5 separate regions of the Sus scrofa genome follow, and all the other regions are linked to region 1. The links are chromatin contacts, called in public Hi-C and promoter capture Hi-C maps. All regions are on one chromosome and are shown on one strand. The core of a region is the stretch at or near the end of the contact, and the rest is flanking DNA. Distances in the headings are between cores, read along the strand shown. Region 1 holds the start of APITD1 (apoptosis-inducing, TAF9-like domain 1). Region 2 overlaps CTNNBIP1 (beta-catenin-interacting protein 1). Region 3 holds the start of UBE4B (ubiquitin conjugation factor E4 B). Region 4 holds the start of CTNNBIP1 (beta-catenin-interacting protein 1). Region 5 holds the start of LZIC (protein LZIC).

Region 1 (5,021 bases), core at 1,305-3,804:
CCCCCCGAATCCCCCCCAACCCCTGGGGGCGTCTACACATCTACAGGAAGGCTGCATACCGCACTGTCGAAAGGTCACCTCCGAAATCGCCGCAATGGTTTGTTTGCTGAATGGCATGTCTTTGTCCGACGCCACTTCCTCGCAAAGACAGCCAACGGTGTAGTGAACTGCTGCCTTCAGCCTCTGAAGCAAAACCAAAACATTTCATGGGTACGTCTGCAAATCGGAGCTTTTCCCATCCTAAAAGACGAAGACCGACGAGAGGGTCCGCTCTCTGATTCCTTCAGCACTTTCCACACTGGCTGCGTAACTTTTCAAGTGTGCTAGTGAATGACTGGGGCCTCTGGGGTGCTTCCTAGTTAATGGTTATGATTTCGGTCGGGTAAAGGAATGACGACGGCAGGTCAGCGGGAGAAAAGGCAGACTGGTCCTGGGGAGGCGTCCGGGTGACTTCACTCAGAAATTCCATGTGGATGTGCAAAGCGCCTACGGGGTGAAGAAGACGTGTGCCGCGTGTCTGGGGCACACGATGGAAAAACAGACGGGGATTCTGGCCCCTCTCCGCCCCCAACTGGGGTTAATCAAGCAAATTCAAAAGGATCCCTCTGGTCCCTGTGCTTCAAGTCCTTGCCAGCCCCAGTCCTGCATGCGGCAAAGGAAGAACGGCCAGGACAACACAGGGAAGGGCTTATGAGGGCACATCTGACTCTCCTTTGATTTGCTGGTTTGCTAGCCCACCTCAGCAGGCCCTCACTGCTCCCCAACAACACTGGAGGTGCTGCAAAACATCCCTCTTTCCCATGAAGAGAAGAAGCAAAAAAAAAAAACAAGCTAAGCCAAGGGCTCGGTCTCCAGTCAACAAACTTGCTGAGCCCTGCGTGTTCCACCTGCGCTGGAGACAGAGCTGACAGGTGAACAGCATCGACTCTACCAGCACATGTTCACGGTGGAGGAAAGATGAGGAGGAACTGTGAACATGGGAGTGTGGAGGAGGGGCCGGGCAGATAAGCCAGGGATCTACCTTCCTGAGTCTCAGAAGTCACAAGAGTAGGTAAGTGGAGAGCTATGGTAGGAGGAGACAAAGAGACCACCACCTGGGAGGGATATAAGACCCTAAAAGGAAAAAAAAAATCACTTTGGGGACAAGTGGGTAAAACTGAATATGGACTGCCACTAGATAACAGGATTTTATCAAAATCAAACTTCCTGAGTGTGATCAGAGATGATTCAGAGTAAACCCTTGTTTAGGGGCAATGAACGCTCAAGTATTACGATTAAAGGTGAAGTGTTAAGAGTATTTAATTCTCACATAACTTCAGAAAAAGGAGACAAGGGGAGTTCTGGTCGTGGCTCAGCGGTTAAGGAATCCGACTAGCATCCATGAGGATGCAGGTTCGATCTCTAGCCTCGCTCAGTGGGTTAAGGATCTGTCGTTGCCACGAGCTGTGGTTGTAGGTCGCAGATGTGGCTCGGATCCCGCGTTGCTGTGGCTGTGGTGTAGGCCGGCGGCTACATCTCCAATTCAACCCCTAGCCTGGGAACCTCCACATGCTGCTGGTGCGGCCCTAAAGAGATTTAAAAAAAAAAAATAATAAAGGGGGACAAGGGAGCAAATGCAGCAAAATCTTGACAACGGGTGAACGGAGGTGAATGGCCTATGGGTGTTGATTGTATTATTCTTGCAACTTTTTCTGAAGGCTTGAACTTCAAAGTAAAAGGAATGGGCGGGTAAACAGCTTCCGAAATTTTCTTTCTGAAATACGAAGGGCACCCCTACGTAACTGAGCTCATTCCCGCATCTCTCAGGTTAATCCTCCCTGAGGTTTGCCACTCTGGCTCTTGGTTTTCACCTCTTTACAGCGCTGTTCTTACGACGGTGCCACATGGTATTTATTCCCGATGAGAATTAAAGGACCGAATACCCGCAACTACCCTGAGAGGTGGTCCTATTATCACTCCGACTTTCCATCTAGGAAAACTGGTCAGAGTCAACACCACCTCCCCCGCAAGGTCGACATTCGAACCCACATCCGATAGGCTCTGGAGCCCGACGGCCTGGGTTTGCAAGAGCCTCTGAGGCCGTCTCTTCAATTGCAAGATGGAGAGCGAACCAGTCACAAGAGCCATCGTTTCAGAGCTCGTGCTGCGTGCCGGGCGCCCCGCACAGCCCTGTCGGAGAAGGGGGACCCAGGGAGCGCGGCTGGCACTTCCCGGGAACCTTCCTCCGCTCGCCCCGCAGCCCCGACGCTCAGAGCCGCGATACCATGGAAACCGCCTCCCAGCAGCCCCCGCGGCTGCCGAGCCAGCGCATGCGCAGCGCCAGGCGCCCACGTCGCGCAGAGTCCACGGGAGCGCGCCCCCCGCTCCCCGGACGCCCGCGCCAAGGTGAGGCCGTGCTAAGGGCCTTTTTCTCCCCCATGTTTCGACGCCATCCTCCCCCAGACCGGCCGGGACCGCGTTCGCCTGTACCTGTCGGTAAGAGAATCGCTGCTGCTCCTCGGCCCCTTCCTCTTCTTCCATCATCACAGCGGGCCGACCCTGGCAGGCGCGCGAGAACAGAAAAAGGCGGCGGCCGTGAAGGCACGGTCCGATTTTCCCGCCGCGGCGCCAGGCGACGGGCCGCGCGGGGGGCCAAAGCGCGAAGCTGCCGGGCGTCTCGCGCGCGCGCCCTGGCGGCGGCTCTGGGAAAGGCGCCTCGCGGCCCGTCTGCTCCCGCCCCCGCCAGCTCCCCGGGGCCCGGACGCCGCTCGGTGCCGAGTTCACGGTCTGCACGAGTTCACGGTCTGCACCGACTCTTAGAAAGAAGGTGTGTGTGTGTACGAGGGGAGGGGCGGGGCGGGGGAATAACGATGCTGCAGTTCGTTATTGGAAATTCCAGGCGGCGGTAACCTCGGTTTGCCCTGCAAAATCTAGGGTGGGCTTTAATAATTCTGTCGCTAAGCTTAGTGCTGCAAAATCGGTCTATGGATAAATGCTTGATTTCTAGCCCCCTCAGCGACTCCGTGGCTCACCCCAGTGCCGTTGACAGAGGAGTATAGTTCTGACCCGAATGTTAGCCGATTTTCCTTTATGTTCAGAATTAAGTAAAATGAAATAGTGAAATTCTGAAACTCAACGTTGGATTTTTTTTTTTTTTTTTTGGTCTTTTGCGGGCCGCACTCACGGCATTCAACGTTGGATCTTTACTGCCTTCAGACTTTATTCAGTTATTTCCCTCCTTTTCAGCTTCACTCTTGGAGCTTCACTCATAACTTGATGACGTGTAAAGGACTTCTCTGCTGAATCAAATAATAGTGTTTAAGTACTGGAAGAGTATTAAGTACTGGAAGAGTATTTCCTGGACTCTTGTGCTGTTGTTGCCAAAACAGCCTCTGTTTCCCATTGCCAAATAGAAACGTGGAGAAAGAGTTTTGGGTGAAGAAGAAAAAGAGAGCTTGGAGTTCCCATCATGGCTCAGTGGTTAAAGAACCTGACTAGTATCCATGGGGACTCGGGTTCGATCCCTGGCCTCACTCATTGGGTTAAGGATCCGGTCTTGCAGTGAGCTGTGGGGTAGGTCACAGATGAGGCTCGGATCCTGTAGGCTGGCAGCTGTAGCTCCAATTTGACCCCTAACCTGGGAACCTCCATATGCCTCTGGTGCAGCCCTAAAAAAAAAAAAAAAAAAAAACAGGACAAGAGAGAGAGCTTTATTTTATTGCTTTGCCTGGCAAAGGAGGCCACAGCAGCCTAATGCCTTCAAGACTGTGCCCTCTTGGAAGGAGTTAAGAGGTGGTTTTATAGTTTGGGGAGTGGAAAATAGGGCCCCAGATAAGGATCAGGGTAGAGGCAAGTTTGCACTGTCTCAAAGCAGGTGTTTAGTGGCCCCCAGGACTGGCCCTGCCAGTCCTCCTTCCCAGAATGAAGATGCTTCATCAAGTAGTTCTTCCATTTGTTGAGGGTTTTAGTTCTGCAGAAAGGCTCAAAGATATTGTTATGAATGTTCCTTAAGAGGGAACCAGGGCCGGAGTTCCCGTTGTGGCTCTGACTAGTATCTGTGAGGACGGTGGTTCCACCCCTGGCCTTGCTCAGTGGATTAAGGATCCAGCGTTGCTGTGAGCTGTGGTGTAGGTCGCAGACTCGGCTGGGATCTGGCATGGCTGTGGCTGTGACCTAGGCTGGTGGCTACAGTTCCAGTTCAGCCCCCAGCCTGGGAACCTCCATATGCCGTGAGTGTGGCCCTAAAAAGACAAAAAAAAAAGAGAGAAGGAACCCGGTCCCTGCCCCAAAGCTGCACTATTCTCTCTTGACTGCTCCTCCCAGGTATCTGCATCCCCTCCCTTCCCTGGTCTTTGGAACTCAAAGAAGGTCTTGGAAGCTGAGGCTTATCCCCTAAAAACAAGAGAGGACACAGAGGCTCGTGTACCTGGGAGCCGGCAGGGCACTGGCTCGGTCACACTATTTATCACGTAAAGGCTGCAAACCCAGTATACCTTCAAGTTTAACCTGCATTATTAATTCTCCTGCCCCTGCTTCCTTAAGTAAACAGTCAAAAAGGACTTAAACCCTGATTTATAAATTTCGTAGGTGTATATCCTTCCGCCATTGCCAATTTCAAGCCACCGATAGGGGGAGACTGAACGCAGCATTTGTTACAACTCGGCTTTATGGGCCCCGCCCCCGCAACAGGCCGAAGGCTGTCACGCTGGAGTTTGCAGCAGAGAAAGGGTTTGTAAGGAGACTGGAGAACAAATGTCAGGTCTGCCTCCTGAGAAGTTGGAAGTCAAAAGGCTTGAGATATTTATGGGATAAAGAAGCGGGGTGGTCTCAGGGCGGGGAAAGGTGGCTGGAGGTAGGAGAAAGGGGAGGTTCTTCCAAGGCCCAGTTTTAGGGTCGGTGGTCCCAACTGGTGTTAGCTGGTCTGAACTGGGCAGAAGCAAACTCCAAAGTTCTGGGGAACAACTTAAGCCCCTGTTACCATAGTGACCCAGACATCAGAAGCATTATCACCGGGTGGTTAAGAAATCTGGTGACACATTACC
Region 2 (5,304 bases), core at 2,538-5,037, 480 kb after region 1:
ACCATGAGTCCCTTTGCCAGGGGAGTGCTCCAGGCCAGCTTTGCTGGGAGCTCCTGTTCCCTCTCTGTGACTTGGTGACTAATGGTTTCGTGGCTCTGGGAAGGGAGGATGTGATTACATGTGGATGATGGGGCTCTGGCTTCTGAACGGGTTTATCTGGGCGTGCCTCGTGAGGGGGAGCAGAGTATGCTGTCCCCAAATCTACGACTTTGGCATATTGATTATGTTGAATTAAAGTGACTTGAGAAATAGCCAGTGTGAGAGGGACACTCTGATCCTCCTCTGTCCCCTGAAAGCAAGAAAGAAATCTCCCTTGGGAAAGGTACCTTCCCTGTACCAGCAGGTTAGAAAGCATCCTTGTCATCAGAGACAGGGCACCCAAGGCTGGAAAGGCTGTATAATCTAACCTTGGCATTCCCATCATAGAAACGAATACAGTTAGTATCCATGAGGATGTGGGTTCAATCTCTAGCCTTCCTCAGTAGGTTATGGATCCACCATTGCCATGAGCTGTGGTGTAGGCTGCAGATGCGGCTCAGATCCTCTGTTGCTGTGGCTGTGGCTGTGGCTGTGGCTGGTAACTGTAGCTGCGATTCAACCCCTAGCCTGGAAACTTCCATATGCCACGGGTGCAGCCCTAAAAAGTAGCAAAACAAAACACAACAAAAACCCTTGTTACTGCCTCGCTGCTTTACGGCCCTGAGCCCCAAATCCTTTGTCTTGTCAGTTCTTCACAAATGTATTGTTCCTTTGTCTAAAACGTACAAAAGCTGCCTGCTTTGGTCACGTCTTCCAGCCTCCTATCTTCGGAACTCCTGACCGTATGAAGTTGGTTTTTCTCCTGTTAGTGTCTTATGTCAGTTGAATTATTAGACCAGCCAAAGACCCTGGAAGCGAAGAAGGGAGACGTTTTCCTCCCCTACACTGGTCTGGGTGCTTGTGCCTATAACCCCTCGGGAACGGGGGCAGCTTCTTTCTTCACAAGGACCGCAAAGGTCTCCAGTCCATTTCTGTCCACTCTCCTGTCCACTCAGGTGACCCTGGCCCTGAGCAGGTGACTATGGGTGGCTTCCTGCCATGTGGGGCGTGGAGTTTTCCCACCTCCTCAGAACCTGCAGGTTTCCCCTGATCATCCCCCCTGCCCCACCTCCAGCATCTTTTGCCTCCGGACTGGAGCCTTGTGACCCATCAGAAATTCTCATCTTCATGCTCCTTCCCCAGGGAGTTAATGGAATAAACGCATATAGGTTCTGGAGTTCCCTTTGTTTAAAAAAATGTTTTTTGGCTGCCCCTGCAGCTTACAGAAGTTCCTGGGCCAGGGATCAAACCTTCACCCACAGCAGTGATAACACCGTGTCCTTAACCCCTAGGCCACCAGGGAGCTCCAGGACTAGCCTTTGTTTAAAATGTTTTTTATTTTGATTATCAGCTTGTTAAACATTTAGGGAGGAAGGCCACTGAGGCTTCAGCGGCCTCTCGGGAGGTTTCCTCCTCCTCGGGTTATTTTTTCTTCTAAGGTAGCTGGAGGGAAAGGAGAGGGGGTCACAGCCTGTGTAATAGAGCAGAGGCAGCTCTCCAAACACAGACAGTGTGGCCTATGTGATGGGCCCGTGTAATGAATGCCTGCAACTTATTGCAGTACTTTGGCTGTGTTTTCAGGGTAAACAAACATAGCTAGATTTTTTATGTAAATTAGCACATACCTGTATGCTGAAAGCCTATGAAAAAGAGGAACCCTAAAACACATCCTCTTAAGAGTTTATAGGAGAGTTCCTGTTGTGGCTCAGGGAGTTAAGAACCCGACTAGCATCCATGAGGATGTGGATTCAGTCCCTGACCTTGCTCAGTGGGTTAAGGATCTGGTGTTGCCATGAGCTGTGGTGTAGGTCGAAGATGCGGCTCAGATCCTGCTTTGCTGTGGCTGTGGTGTAGGTTGGCAGCTGTAGCTCCGATTTGGCCCCTAGCCTGGGAACTTCCATATGCTGCAGGTATGACCCTAAAAAGAAAAGGAAAAAAAAAAAAGAGTTTATGGGAAGAAGTTGCACCCAGAAGGTCAGGCCTGGAGCCTCTCAGCTGGGTCCCCAGGACAGCCATCCCCAGAACCGGGCAGCTCGGAGGAAGCTGGCTCCGGAGGCACGATTCGGGGACTGAGCCCTCACCCTCCAAGCAACCCAATTCGTTTAATGACCTAATTCTCACAACAGGAAGCTGGAGGCCTTCCTGGCCGCATTCTCAAGGGATGCCGTGAACCTGGTCCAGGAAGCTTACTTATTTGAACCAATTATAGGAGCCTTCAGTGGGGGGAGGGATGGAGGGAGAGGAGGCCAAAGGCAGAAGAGCCGGAGAGGGCGGAGGTCCTTGAGCAAGTCAGGCACTGGGAAGGCTGGGCTGGCATGGGCCTGCCGCTGAGAGCAAGGCTGGTCCCCTCCCGCAGGAGGGTGGTGTGAACAAGCCCATGTGGCCCCGAGTGAAGGAGTCTTATGCAGCTCCTGATAAATAAATAGCGCTGTGTCAGTGTTTCCCCTCTTAAATTTTTTAAAAAATTTCCCAATGTAATTAATTAACTTTTTTTTTTTTGTCTTTTTTTTTGCCATTATCTTGGGCTGCTCTCGCGGCATATGGAGGTTCCCAGGCTAGGGGTTGAATCGGAGCTGTAGACACCAGCCTATGCCAGAGCCACAGTAACGCTGGATCCGAGCTGCGTCTGCAACCTACACCACAGCTCACGGCAACGCCAGATCCTTAACCCACTGAGCAAGTCCAGGGATCGAACCCGCAACCTCATGGTTCCTAGTCGGATTCATTAACCACTGCGCCACGATGGGAACTCCTGTAATTAACATTTTAAATGGTGACCCTTTAAAAAAATTTTTTTTAAATCATAGAGTTCCCTGGTGGCTCAGTGGGTTAAGGGTCTGTCATTGTCACTGCTGTGGGTCGGGTTCGATCCCTGGCCTGCGAATTTCCACATGCCGAGGGTGTGGCCAAAAAAAAAAAATTAAATGGGGACATAGCTATGGGCAGTGGGGTTGATGGAGTGTCTGTGGATTAAAATGTCCATTCTGGCGTCTTTCTCTGGAGGTGACCCAAGGTCTGTGAAACCTGGCCAGGCTCCTTCCTTCCCGGGGATTGTCAGGCTTGGAAGTGGTCCTTCCAGCCCAAAGCTGACTTCAGCTGGATCCCTGAGAAGACTGACCAGCAACACAAATTTAATGTTCCCTATGGGCGTGGGGGTGGGGTGGGGGCTATCAGCCCCCTGGGGGCATCTCAGATGTTGGTCTGGGTCACAGGAGAGAAGGTCCTTCTGCCACCAGCTTGTGCAGGTGGGCTTTCAACTCTGCCAGGTGCTCAGGCCAAGGTGAAGGGGGTCAGGCCTGAGAGCTCCTGGCCAGGAGTGGCAGAGGGCTGAGAGCTGAGGGTTCAAGCCCTGACTTCTACTCAGAGGCCAGGACTCGCAGTCCACATTCCCCGCCCGCTGGGAACCTGCCGGAGGCCGAAGGTCAGACTGAATCAGAGGAAGATCCGGAGCCGGATTTTGTAGGCGAGCTGGTTCCTGACTTGAGGTCTCAGGCTCTGGCCTGGCCGGGTCCCAGGGCTCCAGCTGTTCTCTGAGAAGGAAGAAAGAGCCTCTTGAAATTAGGTCAGAAGATGTCCCTCTTTCCTTCTGTCCTTGTCCCGCTGCTGTGCAGGAATAAAACCCCCACCTGCGTGTCCCTGGGTCAGAACGGCAGAGTCTGACGACTTGGCGGGGACGCCAAGTGTCCTGGTGCAGCCGGGAAACTTCCTCCAGCTCAGCTCCCGGTCCTTCCTGTTTGTGTTGTTCTGGCTGAAACACAACAGCTCTGAGCAGGCCTGCCAGGTACTGCTGCTTAGCTGCGAAAGGTGGTTTACCTGATTCAGGACTTGAAGAGAGACAGTGAGATCTGGGTAACTTTTTCTACCATTCAGGCCCAAATCACCAGACAAGCTTTTGTTATTTTTTTAACAGGAAATTTTTTTTCCCCCTTTCAATGAATTTTATTTTATTTTTTTTATTTTTTGTCTTTTTAGGGCCCCACCCATGGCATATGGAAGTTCCCAGGCTAGGGGTCGAATCTGAGCCACAGCTGCTGGCCTCCACCACAGCCACAGCAACTGCGGGTCCTTAACCCCCTAAGCGAGACTCACGTCTTCATGGGTGCTAGTCAGGTTCCTTACTGCTGAGCCACATTGGGAACTCTGAATTTTATCATACTTATAGTTGTACTACCATCATCACAACCTAATTTTAGAATATTTCCATCCGAAACCACCAGTTCCCCCCCGCCCCAAACCAGAAGTTTTAAACAGATGCCTTTTACCAGGCCAGTTGCATCAATATTACATAAACTGTACATGTAGGCAGCTTCTGTTCCTAGATGGCATAGATTCTCTGGGGTTCTGAGGCTGGGGCTCCCAAGTGAGTCAGAAATCTGTTCATTTGCTGCACCTCACGTGCAGCCCCAGACGTAACTGGCAGCAGCCAGGATCCGCAGCACAGAGCCTGCGGTCTCCAGGCTTTTCAAGTGTCCACAAAAATATTGGAGACCTGAAAAAAAAAAGCATCAGCTCCCTCTCCTCTTCAGAGTCTTACAAGAATTCTATTTATTTATTTATTTGCTTTTTAGGGCCACACCTGCAGTATATGGAGGTTCCCAAGCTAGGGGTCAAATCAGAGCTCTAGCTGCCAGCCTACACCACAGCCACAGCAGCGCCAGATCTGAGCCTCGTCTGTGACCTACACCACAGCTCAGGGCAATGCTGGATCCTTAACCCAAGGAGCAAAGCCAGGGCTCGAACCTACATCCTCATGGATGCTAGTCAGATTTCTTAACCACTGAGCCATGACAGGAACTCCGAGAATTCTACTTAATGAGAAGAGTGGGTCCGTTTTGGAGTTCCCATCGTGGCGCAGTGGTTAACGAATCCGACTAGGAACCATGAGGTTGCGGGTTCGGTCCCTGCCCTTGCTCAGTGGGTTAATGATCCAGCGTTGCCGTGAGCTGTGGTGTAGGTTGCAGACGTGGCTCGGATCCCGCGTTGCTGTGGCTCTGGCGTAGGCCGGTGGCTACAGCTCCAATTCGACCCCTAGCCTGGGAACCTCCATATGCCGCGGCAGCGGCCCAAGAAATGGCAAAAAGACAAAAAAAAAAAAAAAAAAAAGAGTGGGTCCATTTTAACATGTCTCTGAGAGTAAGGCTGCCTGGGGCCTATGAAGGCTGGAAAATCCCCGTGCAGCCTGCCTTCAGAGAGTTTCCAGTTTGGAGGTGGGAACAGAGACGCAGA
Region 3 (5,037 bases), core at 360-2,859, 360 kb after region 1:
CAATGTGTAAAAATGAAGGGAAAAGTCAACAGAGGCACAGGAAATTCCTTGTAGCCTAAATGCCACTGTTTTTAATGATTATTATTAAATTATCTTGAACACATCAAGAAGGGGATGCGAAGACTCCTTTCTGAAATAATAATGAGGGGGTCCACAAAGTCATGTGCTTCCTGTTTGGTGTCTGCAACAGCATAACACAAGTTTGAAAGGGACAAAAACTAGAAGAAAGCAGAATGAAAGAGAAGTAAGCCAGAAGTCAGCGGTCTGTTAAAATGCTAGAATTTAACTGTAATTGACTAAGCTATTGAGAAGAAATGTATTGCGTTCAACATCAAAGAAATCTGTAGGTCACCCCCAAACACAAATGTAATGTTTAATTAACTTCTACGATGAAATGGCCATAAAAACTCGGGATTTCAAATCTTTCAAAAACATACACCCATGCATTGATTCCATCCAAAATTATTCTTTAAATCTCTGCAGTACGGCGCGCGCGCGCGAGGGCCAGCGCCAGCGCGAGCGCGCACAGACACACGCACAACTTGATGTAAATCTAGCCTTTCCTGCTTAAACACCCTGAGAGAGGAATGAAAGGCTCAATATGCTCTCCCCTTCTTTAGACCCTAAAAGACTCGAAAACAAGCAAAAGGAGTTCAGGATGAAAAAAGAAGGCAAAGGAATACAAGCGAATACAACCAGAGATCCTCTCAGGGACTCATTTTATTCTTGGAAAATGTCATCTCCATTCCTGCCCAAAGGCCAGGCACCACTGGCGCAATCTCCTCCCTATCCGAAACGCCAGAGAGTTGGCCAACTCATCTCCCAATGTGTCCCCCAACCTCCTCACCTCATCAGCGCTCAGCTCCTCCATCGCTTTCCTCTTAATGGTGAAAGGCGTTACGGAGAGATCCTTCTGTTCTTTGAGACCAGGGCGGGAGGAGAGTGGAAGGTGTCTTTCGGGCTGTCTGGTCCCCCGAATGGGGGAGGTTTCAGAATTGCATAGTCAGAGGTTAAAAAATAAGAACACGAGAGGCACTGAAATGCCTTGGCGTCAGTCACTCCAATCGCCCCAGAGACTCCTACAGCTGCTTATCCCCGAGCAGCCTCCTCTGACTGCCACTGCTGCTGCTACAGGGTTATCTTAAGGCGCCACTTATTACCCTCTGCTTCCCAGGTTACCCAGACTAGCGAGCTCGGTCTCCAGCTCGCCTCGCGCTCGAAGCCTGCTGTGTCTTCGGGGTGGTGGCGCGGCAGCGGATCTTCCCACCGCAGATCTTGCTCTCCTACCCACCCTTTGCCCCTGGCGGGAACAGTTCAACTGCAGAGTGGGTGCCCCGAGGTAAGGCGACCCCAGAGCCGCCCAGGCAGAGCCCAGCACTGACGAGGGAAGCTCCTCCCCTCCCAAAGCAGGCCGGCCACGCCCCGCCTCCACGCCAGAGCCCGGGCAGGGGGGAGGGGTGGACTGGACTCGCGATGCTCGGGCTGGAAGAGTAAAACCTCCTACCCCTCCACCCCTACTCTTACCCCCTCGCCCCACCAAGTATTATTCATCAAAACAACAGGGCGGCCATCTTTGAAAGGGATCACGTGATCCCGCCAGGGAGGCGGGGCTTCTGGCCCCAAGACGAGGCAGCCAATGGGCCGCGGGCGGCGCGCCGCCGATTTCCTCTCGCCTGCATCTCCTCCCGCCCCCGCCCCACCCTCTTCCCCGCCGCCGCGCGGGGCGGGGGAGGGGCGAGCGGGGCCGCGGGCTGGGGGCGGGCGGAGCGCGGGGGGCGGGGCGGCGCGCTGCCATGGCGACGGCGCGGGCGGCGGGCGAGGCCGGCAGGGCCCCGGTAGGTCCCCTGGAGGACCGCGCGGGCTGGCGGCCGCGGGGAGCGAGCACACGCACCCACGCCGGGAGGGGTGGCCAGGAGGGGACGCCCGCCCGCGACTAGGTCCTACAGCGCCTCCGTTGTTCCCAGACGCTCCTTTCTAGCGACTCAAAAAGGCCACTTCCCTCCACGATGCAGGCGAAATGAAATAAAACAGAAAACGCCTCCTTTCTCGGAGGAGCGTACTCTGCCAGACCGCTCACATTCTGAAAAACCTTTCTACGTACACTCTTCTACCTCCACAAACAAAGCCCATTTAGAAGAAAACTCTGACCCAAGTAGAACTTTCTTTCATAATTGTCCTTTTGTTTCTTTATATTTTATTTTTTCGACCGCCCCGCTGGCATGTGGAGTTCCTGGGCCAGGGTCAGAGCTCACCCATGGTTGAGGTGCAGGTTAGGGATCGAACCTGCGTCCCAGTGCTCTCCAGACACCGCAGATCCTGTTGTGCCACAGGGGCAACTTATTATTGTCCTATCAGAGATAGTTTCTGATTTTTTTTTTCAAGTGCGTCCCAAAATGCTGGCAAAATTTGGGAGTTCCCCGTCATGGCCTAGTGGAACCGAATCTGACTAGTATCCATGAGGACACAAGTTCGATCCCCGGTCTCACTCAGTGAATTAAGGATCCGAGCGCGATGCCCTGAGCTGTGGCGTAGGTTAGAGACATACCTCGGATCCTGCCTTGCTCTGGCTGTGGTGTAGGCCGAAGGCTACAGCTCCGGTCTGACCCCTGGCCTGGGACCCTCCATATGCCACGGATGGGGCCTTAAAGAAAAAAAAAAAAAAGATAAAAAAAATTCGACATCACCAAGAATTATTCTATTAGCAACCTTCGAATGTACAATACAGTATTGTTAACTGTGGTCCCTGTGCTGTAGATTACATCCCCAGGACTGACAAATGGAAGCTTGTACCTTTTGCCCACCCACTACCCCTCTCTGGCAGCCACCAATCTGTTCTCTGAAGAATGCAATCACGTTTAAAACATACAGATCTAAATAGAGCGATCAACATAACAATATCATGAAATTCCAGATTTTGCCACATATGAAGAAGAACATACTGAATGGGCTCATTGACTTACCCATAATCGTAAAGATTGCATTCCAGAATTAAAAGTCACAATTTTTTTCTCCTTACTTCAAATAGTAACATGACAGCTAGATATGTAAGGGATTTGTAAGTAAAATTAAAGCACTGCTGGCTTTCCGCTCTCCAGGAAGGGAATTCTGTGTAAGCCAGACTTTTTTTTTTTTTTTTTTTGTCGTTTTGCCTTTTCTAGGGCTGCTCCTGCAACATTTAGAGGTTCCCAGGCTAGGGGTCAAATCGGAGCTGTAGATTGATGGCCTATGCCAGAGCCATAGCAATGCCAGATCTGAGCCGTGTCAGCTCACGGCAATGCCAGATCCTTAACCCACTGAGCGAGGCCAGGGATCGAACCCACAACCTCATGGTTCCTAGTTGGATTCGTTAACCACTGAGCCACAAAGGGAACTCCTGTGTGAGCCAGACTTTAGACTCCTGGTAACACTGATGTTAATACATTTACTTCTTTTTAAAAATGTGATCATTGCTGTATTATTCACGTAACATACAATTTACACGTTTAAAGTGTACAATGGTCTTAAGATATTCACAGTTATTCAACCATCACCACTAAATTCAAGAACATTTCTTACCCCACAAAGAAAGCCTAAGCCTATTAACAGTCACTCCCCTTCCTCCCCTCCTCTCCCTGGGGGCAACCCCTGATCTTCTTCCTGTTTCTATGGATTTACCTACTCTGGACATGTCACGTCACTGGAATCCTCCCCTATGTGATTTTTTTTTTTTTTTTTTTTTTTGTCTCTAGCTGCTTTGACTCAGCTTATGTGTTCAAGATTTATCCACATTATAGTAAAATATCAGTACATCGTTTCTCTAATGCCAAGTAATATTCCATTGTATGGACATACCATGCGTTGTGCAGAGACATTTTGGTGGTTTCTGTCGTTTGACTATTAGGAAGAATGCTGCTGTAAACATTACTGTGTAACTTTCTGTGTGGACACGTGTTTTAATTTCTTTTGGGTACATACCTAGGAGGAGAATTTCTGGGTTATATGTTTCACTTTTCAAGTAACTGGCACTCTTTCCCAAAGCAGCTTCACAATTGTACATTCCACCAGCAAAGTATGAGGGCTCCAGTTTCTCCAGAGTCCTTACCAGCACTTGTTAGCGTTTTTTTTTAACATAGCCACAGTCGCGTAGATGTGAAGTGATATCTCATTTTAGGTTTGTGGTTTTGTTTCTCTGAGAGCTAACGATGTTCAGCATCTTTCCATGTGCTCATTAGCCATTTATATACCCTCTTTGGACAAAAATCTATTCAGATCCTTTGGTCATTTTTTTAATGGGGTTGTCTTTTTATTGTTTGTTTATTTTGGTCTTTTGTCCTTTTAGGGCCACGCCCACGGGCATATGGAGGTTCCCAGGCTAGGGGTCTAATCAGAGCTATGGCTGCTGGCCTACGCCAGAGCCACAGCAACTAGGGATCCGAGCTGCTTCTGCGACCTACACCACAGCTCACGGCGATGCCAGACCCTTAACCCACTGAGCAAGGCTGGGATCAAACCTGCAACCTCATGGTTCCTAGTCAGATTTGTTTCCACTGTGCCATGACAGGAATTCCTTTAGTTTTTTTAAATGATTTTTTTTCCATTACAGCTGGTTTATAGTGTTCTGTCAATTTTATACTGTATAGCAAGGTGACCCAGTCACACATACATGTAGACATTCCTTTTTCTCACATTATGTTCCATCATGCTCCAGCACAACTGACTAGATATAGTTCCCAGTGCTAAACAGCAGGATCTCATTGCTTATCCATTCTAAATGCAATAGTTTGCACCTATTAACCCCAGATTCCCAGGCCACCCCACTCCCTCACCCTTCCCCTTGACAACCACAAGTCTATTCTCCAAGTCCATGAGTTTCTTTTCTGTGGAAAGGTTTATTTGTGCTATATATTAGATTCCAGATATGTGATATCATATGGGATTTGTCTTTTTCTGACTTACCTCACTTAGTATGAGAGTCTCTAGTTTCATGCATGTTGCTGCAAATGGCATTATTTTGTTCTTTTTTATGGCTGAGTAGTATTCCATTGTGTATATATACCA
Region 4 (5,295 bases), core at 2,646-5,145, 460 kb after region 1:
CCAAAAAAAAAACACCTCTTCTTTATTTGGCACAAAGTCTTTTTTTGCCTCTCCAATTCTCACCTTGTACTTGCTCAACTTGTACCAGGAGGCTCTTTCTCTCTCTCTCTCTCTCTCTTTTTTTTTTTTTTTTTTTTTAACAGCCACACCTGTGGCATATGGAGGTTCCCAGGCTAAGGGTTGAATCAGAACTACAGCTGCTGGCCTACACCACAGCCACAGCAACACTGGAACCTTTAACCCACTGAATGAGGCCGAGTATGGAACCTGCATCCTCATGGATACTAGTCAGATTCTTAACCTGCTGAGCCACAATGGGAACTCCAGGAGGCTCTCTTATGGGGTAAAATTTAAGGACCACTGTTGCCATAACTACCTCAAAATAGCTCTCCTTTCCTGCAGCCTGCTGTGGCTCCACTGTTGTTTCACACTTGGCCTGAAAATTTTACTGTTAGAGTTATTCCTTTGGTATAGAGGATAGAAATTTTTTTTTCCTCTTCCAGAAAGCAACTATTTAAAGATACATATAAATCTGGGAGCACAGAGAGGCCCTCCCTAAAGCTGAGAGGATAAAATATAGAATCATAAATTTATTGAGTGAAGAGTGAGAAGAGGGTTGGTAAGCATTGGAGTTGCTGGTGAAGATGGGGAACTAGGAGTGGCTATCAATGGGAGGGGAAGGCCTGGGCACAGTATTTACACATTTATTTACTTATGCAATGGTATTTGTTGAGCATTTACACATGCCAGCTACGACTGTGCTAGGCAAGAGTGGTACACAGTGACCTCCTTGACCTCTTGGAGTTTAGGCCCATATTGGGATGAGGCCCGGCCAAGCAGAGGCCAATGAAAGTCTCCTTGAGTTTGGGATTAGCAGATACAAACAACTGTATAGAACATAGATAAACAACAAGGTTCTACTGTACAGCACAGGGAGCTGTAGTCAACATCTTGTAATAAACCATAATGGAAAAGAATATGAGGAGTTCCTGTCGTGGCGCAGTGGTTAACGAATCCGACTAGGAACCATGAGGTTGCGGGTTCGGTCCCTGCCCTTGCTCGGTGGGTTAACGATCCGGCGTTGCTGTGAGCTGTGGTGTAGGTCGCAGACACGGCTCGGATCCCGAGTTGCTGTGGCTCTGGCGTAGGCCTGTGGCTACAGCTTTGATTGGACCCCCTAGCCTGGGAACCTCCATATGCCACGGGAGCGGCCCAAGAAATAGCAAAAAGACAAAAAAAAAAAGAAAAGAAAAGAATATGAGCAAGAATGGATATTACATGTCAGCCGAATCACCTTGCTGTGCATCAGAAACTAATAGAAGATGGTAAATCAACTATCCCTCAATAAAAAGAAAAGAAAAACCTCCTTGAAGAAGACCAAATATTCAGTCAGGTGAAGGAGAGAGAAGCGCTTAAGAGCCACTGAGGCAAAGGGAACTGTACACTGAGACGGACCAAAGCACAAAGAAGTACCCCACGATCAAGGACTAGGGAGAAGAAGGGCCAAAGCCCAGTCGGCAAAGGCTCTTCAAGATGGAGCTGGAGGCAGATCATGCAAGGCCTTGTTGCCATGCTAAATATTCCGAACCGCATCAGGAATCTCACTGAACAGCAGAGATGTGAGAAGATCAGGACATTTTTAAGACCCCTTTAGTTGCTGTGTGGGCAAAGGATTGAGGGTTTTAGGGAGAGCCTGAATGAAAACACACTTGCAAGTTAGTTATTGCTGGAGCCAAGGTGAGAGCTGATGATGGGTTAAAATTAGGAGTGGAGAAGTGGAGATGGTAAGATGTCAGGAGAGTCAAGATTTGGTCTGGGAGTGGAAAAAAACATGGACTGGACTGAAGGGATAACAGAGAGAGTGGTGTCAAAGATACCCTTAAGTTTTTGTTTGTTTTTTGGTTTGTTTTGTCTTTTTAGGGCTGTACTGTGGCATATGGAGGTTCCCAGGCTAGGAGTTGAATCAGAGCTACAGCCGCTGGCCTACACCACAGCCACAGCAATGCCAGATCTGAGTCTCATCTGTGACCTACACCACAATTCACAGCAACTCTGGATCCTTTACCCACTGAGCGAGGCCAGGGATCGAACCTGCCTCTTCATGGATACACGTCAGATTCATTTCTGCTGAGCCACAACGGGAACTCCAAAGATACCTTTAAGTTTCTGGTGCAAGTAATTGGGTGGCATGGTGACAGAGAAAAGGCAATGTAGGGACCTATTAAGTGTGAGATGAGGCTGGATTAAAATGTAATTTGGTCAAGGGACTAGAGCTTCTTTATCCAATAACACAGCCACATGTGGCTCTTGAGCAAGTGAAAGATGGCTGGTCTGAATTGAGATGTACAATAAGTGTGAAGTATACATATTTCCAGACTGGATGAAAAGAATGTAATTTTTACACTGCTTACATGGCTAAGATGATAATATTTTGGATGTTTTGGGTTAAAAATATGATTTCGATTAAATAAAAAATGTGAGTGGGAGTTACACTGCTGCTCAGCAGTAAGGAACCTGACTAGCAGCCATGACAAAGCGTGTTTGATGCCAGGCCTCGCTCAGTGGGTTAAGGATCCTGCATTGCCATGAGCTGTCACTATAGGTTGCAGACTTGACTCTGATCATGTGCTGCTAAGGCTGTGGTATAGGTCAGCAGCTGTAGCTCAGATTGGACCCCTAGTCTGGGAACTTCCATATGCCCCGAGTGCGGTCCTTAAAAAAAAAAAATAATAATAACAACATGGACGTTAGAGAATATAAATACAGTAAAAAAAAAAAAAAAAAAAAAAAAAAGTATCTCTTATTCTCATTGCATAGGGGAGGGGAAGGAAAGTCCGAAGAGTGGAAGAGGATGAACAGAAAAAGAGTGAAAAGGCTGGGGAAAATCGGGCAGTAAGGCCTCTAAACTGTGGATATTGTCACCCTATGCAATCCTTAAGTTAAATGTCGAAAGTGAGGCTACACTTAAAGATACGCGTCTCTTTAAAAGGGAAAGTGGGTGTTCAGAACAATTTCCATTTTGCCTAAAAAGGGGCGGCTTCTCATTTACTTTCTCCAGGACCAGATTAGATAAAGTCAGACTTTCTACAGAAACAAACATTTTAATCAAGGACCCCCTTCTCCCCAGAAAAATGCACTCGCTACCATACACACGATATTCTAAGTTTAACGAACCCACAGAGGCCCATCCCTGGGCTCTCTGGGCTCGGTGGATTCCAGGTCAGACAGCACCTCCCCGCGTCCGGTGCCCGCCCCCCCCCCCCCCCCGGTTGGAGAGTGGGCCTGCTTCAAAGGTAGCGTCAATATTCCCAGCTCCACGACGCAGGAAGACCACGCTTCTAAATGTTTTGCAACCTCGTCCATTTCAGATTTTTCGGCGGTCCTGGGTAAACCGGTGTCCCCAAGGATTTCGTCCCGTCTAGCCGCTCCCATTTTTAAACACAGACTCGTGTGTGGGAGAGGCCATTATTTTTACGGGATCACTGTGCTTCTGGAGCAGCTAGGGACAGGCAGAGTTTTACCGCAGCGCCAGCTCCATCCTTAGCTGGGGCTCCGCCCCCAGGCCGCCTCCTCCTCAGAGCCACCGCCCCTCCTGCCCCGCCAACCCTCGACCTGCTCTGGCCCTTTGCTCTGAGAGCCCCTCGGCCACTACCCGCGACCGGGTTCCACCCTCTCATCTCGTGGCTCCACCCCAGAGGCACCGGCCCGCCCCTCCCGAGGAGCCCAATGAGGGTGCCCAAGCGGCCAGCAGCATCCGCCCCTCAGATGGAAGCTCCGCCCTGCTAGCCGATTTAACCAACGAGCGCACAGGGCACGCCCACATCTAGCCACGCCCCTGGGTCCGGCCCCCCGCCGCCCTCCACCTCCCGGGCGTTGCTGTGGCCGCGCCTCCGCCGCCCGCGCGGCCAGATGCCGCCCCTCCGCCGGTCCCTCCCTCGGCCGCCTGGCGCCTCCCTCCCTCCCCGCCGCGGTGACTCACGGAGCGGGAGGCGGAGGCTGAGGCGGCCGCTCCCGCTGCTGCTGCTGCTGCTGCTGCTGCTGCTGCTGTGCTGCTGGTGCTGCTGCTGCTCTGCCGCTGCCGCCGCGGCTGCTCGGGCTGTGAGCGCCCAGGAACAGGCCGCCGCGCGCCGCTCTCGGACCCGCAGCCCCCGCCGGCCCTGCCGGGTCGGGCGGCCCAGGTAAGCTCCGAGGCCCGCTCGCACCCGGAGCACCCGGGCCCGCGCCGCGCCGGGGCTCGGGGGGAGCTGCCGGCCCTTTGTCTCCCGGGGAGGGGCCGCGGAGGGCGCCCCCAACCCTGCTCTGACCCACTGGTCGGGCCCCCGGTACTGCGCCCTGGTCTGGGCCTGGCCTCCTGCCCTGCCTGGACGCCGCTTCCTCCTCCAGATCGCCGTCCCTACCCCCGACCCTGGGGCAGAACGCCATCCAGCCGTCCTCACCCCCGCTCGGGGGTCGCCTCCACAGGTGTCCGAGCCATCCACTCTGTTGCTCACCCCACTGCATCGGCGCGGTTGTCATGTCTAACAGCACTCCGGGTCCCCTACCCTCTTGTCTCTTCCCTCACCTGCGCCCCGCTCGCAGCATCCTGACCCTCCGTATAGAGGCCCCCATATTTCCCCAAACTAAGTGCTGCCAAGGTCTGGCCATTGGGCCGCCCTTCCTCTCTCTGGTCTGGGATTGAACTGCCGTCTCCATCCCACCTCTCCTAGTGGGTGTTCCTGGAAGGTACGCATCTCGGCACATGTCTCACCGGTATGGCCGGCGTGTATATGAGAGCCTGCAAAACTACCCACCCAGAGCCCCAAATTGCACTTCTAGCCTCCTTTTCATCACCCCCACCCCAGCCACCTTCTTCTTCCTTGAACCTGGACACATAGGTCTGGATGCCCCACCTCTGTGGGGCCCCACATGCCTTCCTCTCCCTTGCGTGCTGAACTTGTCTGAGCAGTACCTGCTTTCAGGGTAGCCCCTGGGAAGGCCCAGGAGGCCTGTGTTGGCAGCAAATCAAGAGTTTTGTGAACAGTGAGGTGTGTGGCTTGCAGCACCTCCTGTCCGAGGGTCTAAGTGTGCTCTCACTGTTAATTGTTTTGTCTCCTGTCACTCATCAAACCCAGGGAAGTGTGCCCGGCCGACTGCTGGGTAAATAGAGGCACAGGATGTATGGGTAAAGGACCTGGAGACAGGTCAGCGTTTGCTCCCTAGTGTCTTGGCTCTTCGTTCCCTGCTGTGACTCCTGGGCTCTAGTTCCTGGCTTTAGACTCTTTTTTTTTTTTTTTTTTTTTTTTTTTTTTGTCTTTT
Region 5 (5,226 bases), core at 2,377-4,876, 430 kb after region 1:
GTGTGTGTGTGTGTGTGTGTGTGTGTGTGTGTGTGTGTGTTCCTCACTGAATGGCAATATACTCACTCATTCTCTTTGGATGGTCCTGTTATTTATAAATATCTGATTGTGCTGATTTAACCATAATGGTGATGATAACTTTAGCAACAGTAACACTGACTGAGTTCTTCCTGTTTGCCAAGCAATATACTAAGCACTCATGTGATCCTTACCACACGCCAATGAAGCAGGTACTATTAATATATCTTTTTTTTTTTAACAGATGAGGAAACTGAAGCTAAAAGAGGTTGATTAACTTGCTTGAGACTTCACAGCTCATGTAACAAGCCTGACTCTAAACTCATGGTTTTTTTGGAGTGCCTGTCGTGGCTCGGCAGTTAACAAACCCGACTAGGATCCATGAGGATGTGGTTTCGACCTCTGGCCTGGCTCAGTGGGTTAAGGATCCAGCGTTGCCATGAGCTGTGCTGTAGGTCACAGACACAACTCGGATCCAGCACTGCTGTGGCTGTTGCGTAGGCCGGCAGCTACAGCTCCAACTGGACGCCTAGCCTGGGAACCTCCATATGCCGAGGGTACGGCCCTAAAAATAAATAAATAAACTCATGTTTTTCAATTTGTTTTTTTGTTTTTGCTATGTCCAAGGCAGGTAGAAGTTCCCAGGCCAGGGATCGAACTAACTTGCACCACAGTAGAGACCAGAGCTGCTTCAGTGACAATGCTGGATCCTTAACCCACTGCGCCACAAAGGAATTCCTAAAAGCTCATGCTCTTTTTTTCTTCTCTTTATTGCCACACCCGTGCCATATGGAAGTTCCTGGGCCAGGGATTGAATCTGAGTGATCCGAGCTGCAGCAATACTGGATTCTTTCCAGTTGGATTCCTAATCCACTGGGCCAAGACGGGAACTCCAAAAAGCTCATACGATTAACCATCACAAAAGACTTACAACAGTACAAGTTACCTACTATAGACATTTACAAGAGGTCCACAGGTGCAGAGAGCCTTTGGCTCCTGATACTTCTAGTCAGCTACTCCAGTTTCATCTGCCCCTGTATTTTCCCTATCTAGCTGGGGCAATTTGTTCCCTCTGGACTCCTACCCAAGTCCAAGTTAAAGTTTTCTAAATTCCTCCAGCTACCCAGCAGTAGTGATCTGATTTTCCACCTATGACTCCCAGTTCTGAGGTTACTTTCCCCAACGCTCTCTCTGTGTCTACCTACCTAACATTCATTCCTCTTTTCCCAATTTCTTCTCTTCCCTCCCCATCCTCTTTTTAGGCTTAGATTCTATCTTTGTTTGAGAACTTGAACCAAAACCAATTTCTCTTGCCTATGCACTAGGAATGCTTTTTCACTATCCATTAGCTTTAAACAAGAACCCAAAGGTATGTAAGAATACTCTCGGAATCTGAACTGCGGAATCAGATTAAGTTACCAAGAATGAAGAGCAGGTAAGCACGATGCTTGTACAGTGAGGCCTTTCCTCCACAGCTTCTAAGATTGCTCGCACCCTCTAAAACCAACACAAATGCCTAAGTAGAACTCTGTATTATCACCATAAAAATTAGGGGAAGAACCCAGTGAGAAAATGTTTATTCAGCAAGTACTTCAAATGGTGAAAGAAGGATATTTTCCAGCTTTGTTGTATGTGGCACTGACCCTATTTGTCATTGAGATTTTGATATTCTACAAAAACATTTCCACACATAGTCACATTATCACTGCATATTTATATACTCCACTGTATATACATTATATACTTTGTATGTAAATCCATTGTGCATATATGTATATATATATATATACACATATGCACACACTGGAATGCTACTTAGCTATAAAAAAGAACAAAATAATGTCATCTGCAGCAACATGGATGGAACTAGAGATTATCATACGAAGTGAAATCAGAAAGAAAAGACACATACCATATACCACTTACACGTGGAATCTAACATACGACACAAATGAACCTATCTACGAATTAGAAACAGACTTAGAGAACAGACTTGCGGTTGCCAACAGGGAGGGGAATGGGAGAGGAACGGACTGGGAGTCTGGGGTTAGCAGATGCAAACTATTATTACACAGAACGGATAAACAGCAAAGTCCTACTGCATAGCACAGGGAACTATACTCAATATCTGAAACAAACCAGAATGGAAAAGAATATAAAAAACAATGCATACATACATTATGTACATATAAAACGGAATGACCTTGCTGTCCAGCAGAAATTAACACATTGTAAATCAACTATACTTCGATAAAAATTATCTAAACTTAAGAGGCTTGCTTGATACACAATATATTTACCACTTGTTAACAATAACAAAAAAATACGTAACAGCCACTTACTTTTACAAAGGAAATTCTATGAATCTGAATAGTTTTGCACAGTAGGCCATTGGAACCATTCCAACTTGTGTGTCAACTTCTCTTCTGTGTTGGACTTAGAACTGCGATTTCACAACCAAATTGTAACTCTGAAAAACAATTTATGGTGATAAATAAGAATTTCTATGATTGGACAGAAATGACAAATAATTCATTCTGGTGGAGTTCTGTGGTGATCTAGGAAGTGTGTCCTGGGTGGCTGAGTTAAAATTAACTTTATTTTTATTTCTGGCCAGGCTCCTGGGCCTGTGGAAGTTCCTGGGCCAGGAATCAACCCCTGCCACAGCAGTGACTATGCCAGATCTTTAACCCACTGAGCCACCAGGGAATTCCTAGAATTAACTTTAAAGACAACACCTGTTTAACAATTTCGCTGTAAACCCTGAGGTTGTCTTGTGGACTAATGACTTCAAGGAGCTGGGCTGGGAACATGTGAAAACAATTTCCACCTAACTTCTGAGTAACTTTTAGAATGTTGCCCAACGGCTCGCAGTCTCCTTTCCAAGACGAATTGGTGTCAAACTGCTTCGTAATCCAGTCTTTCACAGACCTGGAAAAAAGGATTTGCGGGAAAAAGGGGAAGTGCCTCGCCCCCCTCACTTCTGCCCAAGAAGGAGTTTTTCCCCCAGGGTGAATTCACCTGTTCCAAAGGCCAGAGGCAACTTTACCGAGATTTTTGGTTCTACAGAGAAAATTCTAAAGGAAGGGACAAGACTCCCAGCCTCAAACTTGATTGAGACCTTGCTTCGGGGACGGCTGCATTTGACCCTCAAAAACCCCACCATCTTGGACTCCCTTGCACTTGCGATTTTAAAAAGGAGTCCTTGGCTGACTCCCCCAGAGCCCGGTTTGTCAGGGTCTCCGGGTAGGGGCTTACCACGCTACTGGCCCGAGTCCTCCGGGAGACAGTCCGCAACCCGGATACCAGTGACGGTAACACTCGTAGCCGCGCCCTCATTGGCTCCAGGCGGTCGGAAGTGCGTGCGTTTGGCGGAAGTGCTTCACCTGCACGCGTCCGCGGGGCCCGGACCCTCAGGTAGGCGGGGCCCCTGGCTGTGAACTCTCGGACCAGGCGTGGTGGGCGGAGGCGGAGAGGGGACCCCGAGGGGGTGGTTCGGGTTCTGGTCTGGGAAGACCGAAGAGCTTTGGGGGCGCCGGGATCCCGGCGACGCCTGGGAGCAACCAGGCCTAGTCGACCCGGCCGCCGCCAGTCCCAAGTGCGGGAGCTTCAGGTTCCCTGGTGGGAGATGGAATTTGGGGCGGTGGCCGGAGCTGCTGCCTGACCCCGTCCGGAAGGTCGAGGTTCAGAAGCCGCTCACTTCCAGCCAGGAAAACGTGTGCGCTCCACCTTTATCTTTTTCGTGCTTCTGGGTTTGACAGCTTCCCTCAAGGCAGTTTAGGGTGCGGCGTTTTCCTCAGTAACGCACTCGGTCTCACCAGGAAAAGCCTCAAAGACTGCCCGCACAGTCAGAAGGAAAGCGGATTTCACCCTCTCCTCCACACCTGCCCCCTGCTCCTACGATGTCTCCCTAGGAGCCGGAAAGAGAGGGTGCAGTCGCAGGCCGCCCAAGTGGAAGTTTTCCGAACTGCTTTAGGCCACGTTTATATATAGTGAATAAAACTGCTTGTCAATTGTTCCCTTTTCCAGCCAGCTCCACCCTCAGGTGGTTTGAACTTTGAACTTCTTGCCCTGATGAACAGTTTCGCGTTCCTCAAGTTTATAACACTTGAAACTACAAGAACTGGCGGTTTTATGCAGTTTGAGACCAGTCAGCACTAAGCAGAGTTCGGAGTGCTAAGAGAAAGGTGAGCGTGAATGAGTACCTTCCACTCCAGAGTACAGTTTGGGGGAGTAATTTGGCTGTTTGCGTAAAAGGTGCACCACCTTTGTTGAATACTAGGTGGTGCCCGCGAGTTAATCTTTATAGGACGAATCTCAACTAATGTAGCACTAGGTTAAGATTCTTAAAAGGGTTTTGTGGTTTTTTTTTTTTTTTTTTTTTTTTTTAAGGAGTTCCCTAGTCGCTCAGTGAGTTAAGGATCTGGCATTATCACTGCTGTGGCTCAGGTCACTGCTGTGGCAGCGGGTTCCATCCCTGGCCCCTGGAACTTCCTTCTGGTGTGGGTGCGACCAAAAAACCCCCAATACAAAACCAAAGTGTCTCTTTCTTCCCTGAAGTTCGTTTAGACAAGGTTAATCTTAAAATATGTTGTACCTTTATACATATCAAATACCTAGTCTGAACTAAATGCTGATTAGGCTAAGAAAGGAATGAGACTTATTTTCTGCTCTCATTTTACAGTCTGGAGAGGAAAACAGACAAACAATAAGCTATAATGAATCACATATAATTCAAGGCAGACATAGTGCTAAATAGAGAATAAGATGTAGGATGCAGGAGTTCCCACTGTGGCTCAGTGGTTAACGAATCTGACTAGGAACCATTAGGTTTCAGGTTCAATCCCTGGCCTTGCTCGGTGGGCTGGGGATCCAGCATTGCCGTGGGCTGTGGTGTAGGTCACAGGTGCGGTTCAGATCCCACATTGCTGCTCCCGTGGTGTAGGCCAGCAGCTACTGCTCCCGTTAGACCCCTAGCCTGGGAACCTCCATATGCCACAGGTGCAGCCCTGGAAAAAACAAAAAGACAAAAAAAAAAAAAAAAAAGATGTAGGATGCAGTGGAAGAAGCAAGCAATATGCAGCCTTGCTCAGTAGGTTAAGGATCTGGCATTGCCATGAGCTGTGGTGTAGGCTGCAGATGCAGCTTGGATCTGGCATTGCTGAGACTGTGGTATAGGCTGGCAGCTACAGCTCTGATTCAACCCCT

The links. Promoter capture Hi-C pulls out the DNA fragments that hold promoters and counts their contacts. Hi-C and Micro-C count contacts between places; a contact is called where the count stands out from the background.
Region 2: a contact with region 1 is called in a Hi-C map of subcutaneous adipose tissue, with 2.0 times the contacts expected there. The contact joins the enhancer-like site here to the promoter of APITD1 in region 1. A contact is called at or near these places in 10 of 47 Hi-C or Micro-C datasets (alveolar macrophages, embryonic fibroblasts, fetal heart ventricle and 7 more) and 2 of 2 datasets of contacts at active chromatin or transcription factors (alveolar macrophages and skeletal muscle).
Region 3: a promoter capture Hi-C map of fetal liver shows a contact between it and region 1, with 3 times the contacts expected there. The contact joins the promoter of UBE4B here to the promoter of APITD1 in region 1. A contact is called at or near these places in 2 of 5 promoter capture datasets (fetal liver and liver), 2 of 47 Hi-C or Micro-C datasets (embryonic fibroblasts and skeletal muscle) and 1 of 2 datasets of contacts at active chromatin or transcription factors (alveolar macrophages).
Region 4: a contact with region 1 is called in a promoter capture Hi-C map of fetal liver, with 2.6 times the contacts expected there. The contact joins the promoter of CTNNBIP1 here to the promoter of APITD1 in region 1. A contact is called at or near these places in 1 of 5 promoter capture datasets (fetal liver) and 1 of 2 datasets of contacts at active chromatin or transcription factors (alveolar macrophages).
Region 5: a promoter capture Hi-C map of liver shows a contact between it and region 1, with 4 times the contacts expected there. The contact joins the promoter of LZIC here to the promoter of APITD1 in region 1. A contact is called at or near these places in 1 of 5 promoter capture datasets (liver), 1 of 47 Hi-C or Micro-C datasets (embryonic fibroblasts) and 1 of 2 datasets of contacts at active chromatin or transcription factors (alveolar macrophages).

The regions. Positions count from the first base shown.
Region 1 is chr6:70,699,227-70,704,247 of Sscrofa11.1, reverse strand. APITD1 (apoptosis-inducing, TAF9-like domain 1) reads right to left here and starts at 2,554. Exons shown (of 5, transcript NM_001204935.1): 1 at 2,470-2,554; 2 at 60-183. The coding sequence starts at 2,523.
Region 2 is chr6:70,220,659-70,225,962 of Sscrofa11.1, reverse strand. All of the region lies in intron 1 of CTNNBIP1 (beta-catenin-interacting protein 1), which reads left to right. Among named protein-coding and RNA genes, the nearest start is that of CTNNBIP1, 18 kb to the left of the region's middle. Within about 2 kb of position 3,787, at least 18 of the 83 cell types and tissues checked have an H3K27ac peak or open chromatin away from gene starts, as enhancers often do. A contact at or near this core is called in retroperitoneal adipose tissue, skeletal muscle and subcutaneous adipose tissue, where this site is marked.
Region 3 is chr6:70,342,361-70,347,397 of Sscrofa11.1, reverse strand. UBE4B (ubiquitin conjugation factor E4 B) reads right to left here and starts at 1,609. Exons shown (of 27, transcript XM_021095312.1): 1 at 848-1,609. The coding sequence starts at 871.
Region 4 is chr6:70,240,160-70,245,454 of Sscrofa11.1, reverse strand. CTNNBIP1 (beta-catenin-interacting protein 1) reads left to right here and starts at 3,895. Exons shown (of 4, transcript XR_002344887.1): 1 at 3,895-4,178.
Region 5 is chr6:70,270,110-70,275,335 of Sscrofa11.1, reverse strand. LZIC (protein LZIC) reads left to right here and starts at 3,626. Exons shown (of 9, transcript XM_021095309.1): 1 at 3,626-3,734; 2 at 4,048-4,205. NMNAT1 (nicotinamide/nicotinic acid mononucleotide adenylyltransferase 1) reads right to left here and starts at 4,040. Exons shown (of 7, transcript XM_021095306.1): 1 at 3,277-4,040; 2 at 2,361-2,488.